3 separate regions of the Mus musculus genome follow, and all the other regions are linked to region 2. The links are chromatin contacts, called in public HiChIP or PLAC-seq and promoter capture Hi-C maps. All regions are on one chromosome and are shown on one strand. The core of a region is the stretch at or near the end of the contact, and the rest is flanking DNA. Distances in the headings are between cores, read along the strand shown. Region 1 has its middle 30 kb from the start of Sbk1. Region 2 holds the start of Xpo6 (exportin 6). Region 3 overlaps Xpo6 (exportin 6).

Region 1 (3,304 bases), core at 263-2,762, 100 kb before region 2:
GGGCAGTGGTAGCACGCACCTTTAATCCAGGCAGATTTCTGAGTTCGAGGCCAGCCTGGTCTACAGAGTGAGTTCCAGGACAGCCAGGGCTACACAGAGAAACCCTGTCTTGAAAACCCATTAAAAAAAAAAAAAAAAAAAGGCACATGGAAACCCACTACCTTATACGATAATCTTAAAACACAGCTTTTTAAAACGACTTTGAACAGAAGCACTACACATGGGAGGATATTACCAACCCCAGAGACCATGGGTTACTAAACAACAACCCTTGTAGCAGATATGGGAGTTGCTGGCCATAAAGGCTCCAGAGCTCCTACCGAGCCACCAATGGCCATTACTCTTGATTGATCTCCAGAACTGTCTGATAAGAAAATGCAAACTGCAGAAGACACCACACATGCTGGTTGGAGAATATGCTGGAACTGGACAGAAGCCTCCCCTCACTGATGGTTGGCTACCCTTCACAGGACTGGAAAGTGCTATCAAGGCAGCTGGGGGAGAAAACCCAGAAATCTTTTTTTTTTCTAACTTGGAACTTTACATGCTACAGTGCCAACTTGTCAAGCTCACTGGTGCCATGGTGACATGATGGTTAAGGGGGTGACCTTATTTATTAATATTAATCACAGTATTTTTTATTTGATCTGAGTCCTGGTCCACAGGAGGGACTTCGTTCCTAGTACTGAACACATGGTTAGGGGCTAAGAAGAGAGGTCATGGCACTGGGGCTGAGTCTGCTTAGTTTTGCTAAGTGGGTATGCTGCCAAGCTGCTTCCTAAATATTTATACATACACCACGGACTAGTGCTACCATCAGCCATGACCAAAGAAGCTTCTCTTTGTTGCAATCAGTGGTTAATTCAGAAATCTGTGGCTGGTTAAAGTGCTGAGAGCAAGTGACTGTTGAGTGTTCCACCTTAAATAGCACACCCACATCGCTGTTCCACCTTAAATGACACACCCACATCACCAGCTCCAGGGATCAGGGGACATCACAGAAGAGGGTGCAAAATGAATATAAGATCCAGACCGGAGGGAGGAAGGCCATGAAATGCTATCTTATGATATGGATTGTGACACTCATGAACATCTGTGGCTGTCTGCGTAGGACCTGCACAAGCACAGCCTGCAGACAAGGACAGTCACAGACAGAGAGAGGCTCGTCGGACTTTGTCCCACCCAGGTAAGCTAATGGGGTCAGGAAGTCAGTATCTTCAGTAGTGTACCCTCTGATGAGTTACTATTCCAAGGGGCAGCTCCACACCCATGCCCATGGTCATAAAGCAAAATCTACACAAAATGACAATAAAAAGAGATAGTGGAGCAGGTGTATGACCAGAATGCATTGTTCCCATGTATAAAATTGTCAAAGAAATTCTAATTTTGAAGATGGGGGCTGGGAAGCTAGGTGGGTGAGTAAGAGTGGCTGCTCTGCAGACCCTCAGCACCCACATAGAGGCATGGCTAGTGTCTGCAATCCTAGCACTAGGATAAGCGGCAGGCAGATCCCAAGAGCTCGCTGCCCAGCCAGTCTATCCAAACCTGATGACCTGGTACAGTGAGAGACCCTGCCTCAAGGCCATAAGGTGCTCGTGAGAAAGGAAGTCCTCTGAGGTGCTACGCACACTCCAGTGTAGTCTGCTTGACAGGCTGAGAAGCCTGGAAGCACTCACAAGGCAAAGAGTTTCAGAGAAACTCACCTCCTGGAACCTTGGCATTCTCATAACCTGTATACTCATACCCTATCCCCGCGTTAGTCTGGTGTATGGATCCATGTGCTCTCTTTTAGTATTATTTTATTATAAGTGCCCTTTAAGATTGGATTCTGACATAGCTAAGCCTTCGCCAGTGTTCCAACGTCCCAGAAAATCCTTGAAGCCGACAAACTTGGAATTCAGTAGGAATTCAGTAAGAAGGTTATCTATTCAGTAACATTCAAATTTACTTCTAGTAGAGAAGGTGAAACTAATTAGGCATTACAAACAACGGAGCCGGAATAGCTCAGGGCTGATCTGCAGAGTGTTTACTTGAGACAATAGTCAGTCTTAGCCAGACAAGGGAATACACAATGGCCTAGCAAATAGGTGGGTTTACCATGAAAGAGTTAGGGAATCCCCCTGAGACAGGTTTCTTCACTAGGCCCAAAGAAACAGCATAAATCTGGTATTTACTAAGAACCCCTGGTGGTGGGCTTAACAATAGACTAGCATTACACCTGGCTCCCTTCTTAGTGGCAGTGGCCTGGTCCCCACCTTCTTTTGATGTATATATTCCTTATGTTTTGTGTCACTGTAACTCAGCGGATGTATATGGTCTGGTTTCTTGTTATTCTTCTGTATAAAAAGTTCGATGCTCGACCTGACAAATTACATTCAGATTCTACACAATCCTGTGCTGCGTCCGTGTCTGTCTGTCATTCATTTCGCTGACTCCTTGTCCACCTGCAACTAGAGACCTGTTCTATGCAGACAAGGGACCACGGGGGTCTGAGGCACTGAGTGGCTGCTCTTGCCACCGTATGCACACACAAGCATGCGTAAGGAACACATGCACAGTCCTTTAGGGTCAGTGTATAAACAAATGAAGTAAAGGTGGGCTGGAACAGAGAAAGAGAAAGAGCAGTGTGTCCATTCCCTCAGCAAGGCTGTGGGAGCTGCGGATGGGGGAGAGCAAAAGGTGAAATAGAAGAAAGGTAAAAGAGTGGAGAAGGATGCTATAAAGAGGGAGAGGAGAAAGGAAGAGTGGTACATGCTTTTTCAGCAACCTAGTGCTACCTGGGAAGAGGGAACGGGCTGAAGAACTGCTTTTATCAGATCAGCCTGTGGCCATGGCTGTGAGCCTCATCTTGACTGATGGTTACACCTACGGGGGTGGCACCACACCTGACAGGTGGGTCTATGCTGTACGAGAAAGCTGGCAGAGAGCAAGCAAGAGCTAGCCAGAGATGGAGCCCGTCAGCAGTCTTCCTCCTAGGTTTCTGCTGCCATTTCCGGCCTTGAGTTCTCTCAAGGAAAGACTGTTACCTGGTGTAAGTTGAAGCAAACCCCTCCCTGCACCCTGACCTGCTTCTGATCATAGCTTATCACAGCAGCAGGAAAGCAAATTAGGATAGTTAGCTTCCCTTTGTATATCAAGAGCCTCTGTGCCCACACTTAGCTTAGTATCCAGGGCTGGGCAGAGTCTCCCACCCTCCTGAGTTAGGCTCCCCAAGAGAGGAAATAAGATGGGCACACAGAGATCTGGACATTTAGAGCTGTCTCCATACTTTCAGGACCTGCTCAGCATCACATGCCCTACTAGA
Region 2 (3,495 bases), core at 740-3,239:
AGCTCACAATCATCCGTAGTGAGATCTGACGCCCTCTTCTGGTGTGTCTGGAGACCGCTACAATGTACTTACATATAAGAATAAATAAATCTTTTTTTTTTCCTTTTTTTTTTTTTTTTTGAAAAAGAGAGAAAACATCCAGAGGCCCCTGAAAGATTCCAGAGCAGAGAGAAAAAGTAGATAGGAGATGGGCAGGGCCATCTGGAGAGGAGAGAGTTGGGGAGACAGGGAGGAGGGGGTGGAAAATCATTAAGTTATAAGGTGGATGCGTAGGTGGGGGTGGGAAGCAGCCATGAAGTTTTAGGGTAGAGGGAGAAGGTGAGAAGGGTCAGGATGCTAGTGTGGAATCTTTGAAGTGAGTAACAAGTACTTGTGAATAGGGACCTCAGCAGCCTGGAGGCCACGTGGATATGCTGATAAGTGCCATAGCTATAAGTCAGTGGAGAGCCAGGTGTCCCTTCTGCCAGAAGTAAGGGAAAGGACTCCTTTTGGGGGAATAGGAACTTGTTTCACAAGTTTCCTAGGAATTCTGGCTTTTATCTAACACCAGAATTCCTTCTATAGTCCATCTTGAGCTCATTCTGGATATGTGGACTGCCTGAGACCTAATGTGTGTGTGTGTCCCTGTGCAAGCATGATACTAGTGTGGTCAAAAGACAACAATTTGTGGTAATTTATTTTCTCCTTCTTCAATTGGGTTTTGTTTTAGTCACTGTTTTATTGCTGTGAATATATACCATGACCATGACAACTCTTGTAAAAGAAAGCATTTAATTGGGGGCTTGCTTCCAGTTTCAGATGGTCCGTCTATCATCATGGCAGGGAACAGGTCGACATGCATGGTACTGGAACAGTAGCTAAAAGATACATCTGATTCACAAAAGGAGACTGGGTTTGCCATTGGCTTTTTTTTTAAATGTTTATTTATTTATTTATTTATTTATTTATTTATTTATTCTATGTAAGTACACTGTAGCTGTCTTCAGACACTCCAGAAGAGGGCATCAGATTTTGTTACAGATGGTTGTGAGCCACCATGTGGTTGCTGGGATTTGAACTCAGGACCTTTGGAAGAGCAGTCGGTGCTCTTAACCACTGAGCCATCTCACCATCCCTGCCATTGGCTTTTGAACTCTTTTTTTTTTTTTTCTGAGACAGGGTTTCTCTGTGTAGCCCTGGCTGTCCTAGAACTCACTCTGTAGACCAGGCTGGCCTCGAATTCAGAAATCTGCCTGCCTCTGCCTCCCAAATGATAGGACTAAAGGCAAGCTCCACTACTGCCCGGTGACTTTTGAACTCTTAAGGCCCACCCCGAGTGACACACATTTTTCCAACAAGACCACACCTAATCATTCTAATCGGTTTCAAATAGTGCCACTTCTGATGACTAAGCTTTAGATATGGGATAGGCATTCTTATTTAAACCAGTACAGGTTCTGAGGATTGAACTTAGATTGGGTTGTCAGACATAGTGGCAAGTACCTTTAAAGGCTGAGCCATATCCCATAAAAACTTATTTTATTTACATGCATGTTTGTGTACCTATATATGTGTATGCTATGTGAGTATGGGTGCAGGTGTCTCCAGAGTCCAGAAGAGGGTGTTGAGTCACCTGGTGTTGGAGTCTGGAATTAGGGATGAAGCCAATTTAGATCGTGACACTAAGTGTTTCAATTTCATCCTGTGACACTTTCTGGTCCTAGGACCCAGAACTGTGGACTGAATGAATAAGATCCCAGGAGAGCACAGACCAGCATCGCCGAACTTCTAGTCCGGTGTCAGGGTCCGGAAAGATGCTCAGAAAAGATTTGCGGAATGAATGAGTGAAAAGAAACGAAAGGGAAACCTTTCCTTTACCAAAATGGCCGCGTGTCCCTTTACCAACGCGGCGGTCCCTGGCCTCTTGGGCGGGGACGTGGTGGGCGGGGCCAGTGAACAGTCAGGTGCGGCCCCGCCCTCCTCTGCCCTCACTTGATTCCGGATTGGTCCGGTTCCAGCGCCGCAGCAGGCCGCGGGCTGAGGGGCCGCCTGGTGCTCGCCACTTCCGGCGCGTTGGGCTGTTGGCAGAGGGTGGCCGCGAGGGGCGAGCCGCGGCTACTGGTGGCGCGCAGGGATGCGGAGGGAGCCCGCCGCGAGGACAGAGGTGGCGAGGACAGCAAGGGCCCGCGGGCCTCTCTCCTGAGCCGGCCGCGCCGCCCAGGCCCAGGCAGCCTCTGCCCCTTCAGTCTCGGCTGAGGCCCGTCGCCGCCTCGGGCCGCGGAGGCCGGGGAGTCCCTGCCTGGGCCCGCAGCCTCCCTCTCGGGGGTCGGGCCCAGGCGGGGGGCCTCGTGTAGCCGCCTCTGAACCCCATTTTCTGCTTTTGCGTTTCCCCGGGGTGGGCCGAGGTCTGGATGAATCGCTTCGGGGGGTCCCCGAAGGGGCCCGTGTGCTCCTTTTAAAGGTGCCGGCGGGGCCCGGGTAGGGAACCGGTTGTCTTTGCATGGGCGGGGGACTCCCCGAGCCTGCCGGGACCATGACCTGAACTGTGCGAGCGGGACACGACGGATCCCAAGAGCTAGCTCACCTGAGCCATCCCCTTCCCGGCCAGCATGGTGAGTGGGTCCAGGGACCGGGTTGGAGGGGTGGCAGTGGGCCTCAGAGCAGCTGAGCCATCTCTTCTTCCCTGAGGCGGGGAGAGGCGCGTGCGAGCCTGGCCGGTGACACATGCGTGCAGGGTGTGCAACCGGCTGTACGCTCCCATTGCCCCCACCCCCACCCCCACTGGATGTCTTGAGTAGCGCCACGGATACAACCCCCTGCCTCACTGTTGGCTGTGCCCTTGTGCAGCAAGTCGTGATTATCAGTATCATTTATTTATTGATGGCATACTGTGTGTCATTTCCTTTGCTAAGTCAGTGGTATGTATTTTGTTAGTATATCAACCCCCTGATTGGAAATGGGGGATACTTGAGGCAAGAAGCAGTTAATTACTCTGCCCAAGGTCAGTTGACTCTTTTGGGTTAGTAGCACTATTTGAACATAAGCAATCTGTTATAGAACTGGCTGGATTTTTGGAGACCATCTGTCCAGCGGTAGGTTTGCGTTTGCAGAAATCTAAAGTAGTATTTGTAGAGGTTACTGGTTACGGATACAGACGATGGCAGAGTCAGCAGTGGGGTCTTTGGACATCTTGGTTGCTGTTCTTTTTGTTTTCTGCTCTGGCCTTTTCCTTGGAAAACTATGCATACTTTCAGGTCCCACTAAAAAAAACCTCTCTGAAAGGAAAATACCTCCTCTTCTTGCAGGCTTTTTAGCTTTTCCATAGTCCTTGGGGTTTGTGTACTCAGAGCAGTTGGTTGAGTGCTTGTCTTTTGCCATTTTAATGTTTCTGAGCCTTATCTGCCCATCACAGTAGGCAAGGTGAAGTTAGTCCTCTGATTCTTTATCTGCCTCAGTTTGGCATCTAGCCCATGATGAGTGAGTGCCCAGCCTGGGTTTGAGCACTGATCCCCCCCC
Region 3 (3,211 bases), core at 672-3,171, 65 kb after region 2:
GTAGTAGGTCTCTAGGACTCTTTTCACTGCTAAGGTTTTCTGGATTTTTAAATTAAATACTAAAATTTCAAGTTTAAAATTTTGTTCTTTCATTTGCAAACATTCTTTGATTACAGAATAACTTCTGAGTTGCTTTACTGTCAGGTCAAATGAAGTCATGGCTGGAGAGTGTGTTCATGCAGCATAAACCTTAATACAGAATAGTAGGTCCAGTAAGGTTACCGACTTTGACAGTTGCATTTTGAACGTGATTCTTCAAAGAAAAGCTATTAAATCAAAATTTGTTTCTTGTCCTCCAAATAGGCATGCCCTGGGATTGTACCTCACTCTCTTGTGTTCAGTGATATAGATATTTTTTTATATTGTAGAGTTTTGGAGAATGAAGTGTAAAAGTGATTAACAGGAAAATAGTCTTTAAATCACAGAACACACAAGAGGTATGGGGGATGTAACACCACAAAGGAGATTGCTAGTATTAAAAGTACAGGTTCCTGGAGAGTTTGTACCAGTAGGTGGGACAGTGATAGAGGGAGTTTAAATGCCTCTTCTGCTTCAAGGATTTCTTTTGGTCAGGTGCAAGGCTGTCAATTTTCTGCCCACACAATGGATATCTTGCAGGAGGGTTAGGATTTTGGAAGTCATGCACATAAAACATGGACACAGTTGAGCTGAATATTAAACACTAATGCTTACAGTGATGATGATGAAGAAAAGAAATAATGAAATGCTGCTGCCACATGGTTGCTGATCATGGACAGCTAAAGGCCTTTACCACCTGCCATCTGATAACACAATGCTCAGGAATTCTGGCTGGCTCCTTTAAATGCTAGGAAATTTTTCTCATTGATAAACTTAATTTTTCATTAAAGATATATTTTTATTTGTGTGTGTGTGTGTGTGTGTGTGAGAGAGAGAGAGAGAGAGAGAGAGAGAGAGAGAATATTTAATTGTATGCCATTACAATTACAATTAATTGTATGGGTATAGGTACCCATAGAAACTAGAAGAGGGTTCAGATCCTCCCAGAACTAGAGTTCCCGGGAGTTGTAAGCCACTCTGTGTTGGTGCTAGGAAACAAAATCAGGTGCTCTTCTAAGAGCAGAACCATTCTTAACGTCTGAGCCATTTCTCTAGACTCGTTGCTTTTTTTTTTTTGTCATAATTATTTAGTTAATATAGTAATATAAATTTTGGATTTATAAGTTTAAAAGTCTCACCATCATTACAAGTTTCTGGTTTTAAGGTCTAGAATCTCTTTCCAATTCAGAGTCTCTTAACTGTGAGCTCCTATAAAATAATAAATAATTTGCTGATTTTTTTATTCTGCACATAGTAGTGATTTAATTTTTAAATATTTATATGTACACCCACCCACCCACACACACACACCTTTAGCAAAGCAGAAAAAGGAAATCCTCAAAGCTGGTCTGATTTCTGTTAAACGGTAGCCACCTCCTCGGACCTGTTTTTCGTACTTAACTCTCTTCTGTAGTTAAAGGAGTGTAGTGAAAGAACAGCCCCAAGATAGTCCACGTGTATGTACAAAGGAAGGACACTGACCCTCACTCTGTGTCAGTCCGTACACTATACATCTCTACAACAGATTGTGAGTGCAAAGCTTCTCAGTGAAGGGTTTGAAGGTTTAGGAATCACTCCTGCCTAGTGTCTCAGAGATGAGATGTGTTACAGGAGTAGCTGATAAAGAACATTAGTGCTGGTAATTATTGTACTTATTTTTACTGTGAGCATGAAATGTGATCGGATGTTGGTCATCTAATAACAACACAGGCATACTTTTAGAATCACACTTGTGACTTAAGCCAGAACTTCAAAACGACTGATTGAGCTATAGGAAGTAGTCAGAAATTGTTTTCTTGGTGTCTCAAATGGGAAACATAGGTGTGGTTAAGTCACAAAGATAGTACTCAGTTCCTATCCTTGTGGTTTTTGAGTTTTGCATCATTTGTTACAACAAAGTTGCATTGTAGGGTACAGACTTTGAAGCACAAATGTACTGAGATTTATTTGTGTTTCTAGGAGCTTGGAAATGAACATGTTGGAAACAGCATGTTTCTTGTTCATTGAGAATATTCAAGTTTCTGGCTAATTGCTGGTGGGACTTCAGGACACAGATAAATGCCTGTATTAGAGTTGTGGATGGAATTGATTGTCCTGCTCCTCAGCTAGAGGTAGTAGCATTGAGAGCCCATATCTCAGGTCCCATTTGTTCCTTTGTTTTGGGAGTGGTTATATCTTCCTCACACTGTGGATGAAAGCCCTGAGCCAGCATGTGGGGCCTTGGCTTGCAGTTGGTGCTCCCTGAGAAAGTTCTTGCTGCCTGTTCACCCCTTTCTCTTTCTCTTCTACGGGGCCAGGCATTTGTGTAGAAACTTGGGTTTTACAGAAAGAGGAAGAAACCAGTGTGTGAAGCAACCTAAGTTATTGTGTCATGTTCTGTGAACTCTTTTGTCACAAGAGTGCTGACTGGTAAGTGCTGACTACAGAGCAGCTCAGGAATTTGAGCATCATTAACTTAGACTGTTAGCCAGTTAGCTCCTTCAGGGAGGTGTTTATGCACTAGTTATTATTTCATGGAGAGGGAAACATCATGGAGGATTTGTATCAGTCCCTTGCGGTTACTCATGTGAACACTGTCTAGTCTCTGTGTGCTGACTCATTTCCATGCTCTTGGCTTTTTTGTATTTACTTTTTAGATGCTTTAACTTGGCTAGTTTTGTCTAGCTGAGTTTATGTCGACTAGGGCTTTTCTCCATTTTTACATATACACATTGTTCTAAAGGTTTTTGTGTGTATTAGTGTTGGTCGGTTTATATCTTCTGGAACTGAAGTTACTGACAGTTGTTAGTTACTGTGTGAATGCTGGCAACTGAACCTGGGTCCTGTACAAGAGCAGCAAGGCCTTCTTAACTGTTGAGCTGTCTCCCCAGCCCAACATATGTACATTCAATACTATAAATTTACCCCTAAGTCCTACTTCAAATCTATCAAGAATTTTCTATATACCATGTCACTTAAATTATTATCAAATTTCACTTTAAAACCTCTTTATCTAATCTCCAAATATTTGGGAGTTTTCCATATATCTTTGTTAGTGTTTTCCAGTTCAGTTTTGTGTTCTGCCTCTAGTTGTATGATTTTCATCAGTTCTTTAAAATTTCTCAAGGGGCTGGAGAGATGGCTTGACAGTTAA

Evidence for each region. Promoter capture Hi-C pulls out the DNA fragments that hold promoters and counts their contacts. HiChIP or PLAC-seq counts read pairs in DNA pulled down with a chosen protein or histone mark.
Region 1: a contact with region 2 is called in an H3K27ac HiChIP or PLAC-seq map of embryonic stem cells, with 5 read pairs. The contact joins the enhancer-like site here to the promoter of Xpo6 in region 2. A contact is called at or near these places in 2 of 39 promoter capture datasets (embryonic stem cells and hippocampal neurons), 1 of 484 Hi-C or Micro-C datasets (nephron progenitors), 3 of 115 datasets of contacts at active chromatin or transcription factors (embryonic stem cells, large pre-B cells and memory CD8 T cells) and 3 of 9 other capture datasets (adipose tissue, liver and pancreatic islet).
Region 3: a promoter capture Hi-C map of the HPC-7 cell line shows a contact between it and region 2, with 2.7 times the contacts expected there. The contact joins the enhancer-like site here to the promoter of Xpo6 in region 2. A contact is called at or near these places in 7 of 39 promoter capture datasets (3T3-L1-derived adipocytes, the C10 cell line, the HPC-7 cell line and 4 more), 20 of 484 Hi-C or Micro-C datasets (CD4 T cells, CD8 T cells, the G1E-ER4 cell line and 12 more), 10 of 115 datasets of contacts at active chromatin or transcription factors (the 230-238 cell line, CD8 T cells, the HPC-7 cell line and 5 more) and 4 of 9 other capture datasets (adipose tissue, liver, macrophages and 1 more).

Annotation. Positions count from the first base shown.
Region 1 is chr7:126,300,764-126,304,067 of GRCm38.p6, reverse strand. No RefSeq gene overlaps it. Among named protein-coding and RNA genes, the nearest start is that of Sbk1, 30 kb to the right of the region's middle. Within about 2 kb of position 1,512, at least 5 of the 459 cell types and tissues checked have an H3K27ac peak or open chromatin away from gene starts, as enhancers often do. A contact at or near this core is called in embryonic stem cells, where this site is marked.
Region 2 is chr7:126,198,995-126,202,489 of GRCm38.p6, reverse strand. It overlaps Xpo6 (exportin 6), which reads left to right and starts at 1,989. Exons shown (of 24, transcript NM_001311143.2): 1 at 1,989-2,591. The coding sequence starts at 2,589.
Region 3 is chr7:126,134,316-126,137,526 of GRCm38.p6, reverse strand. All of the region lies in intron 9 of Xpo6 (exportin 6), which reads left to right. Among named protein-coding and RNA genes, the nearest start is that of Gm30807, 36 kb to the right of the region's middle. Within about 2 kb of position 1,921, at least 94 of the 459 cell types and tissues checked have an H3K27ac peak or open chromatin away from gene starts, as enhancers often do. A contact at or near this core is called in CD8 T cells, the HPC-7 cell line, Th17 cells and 7 more, where this site is marked.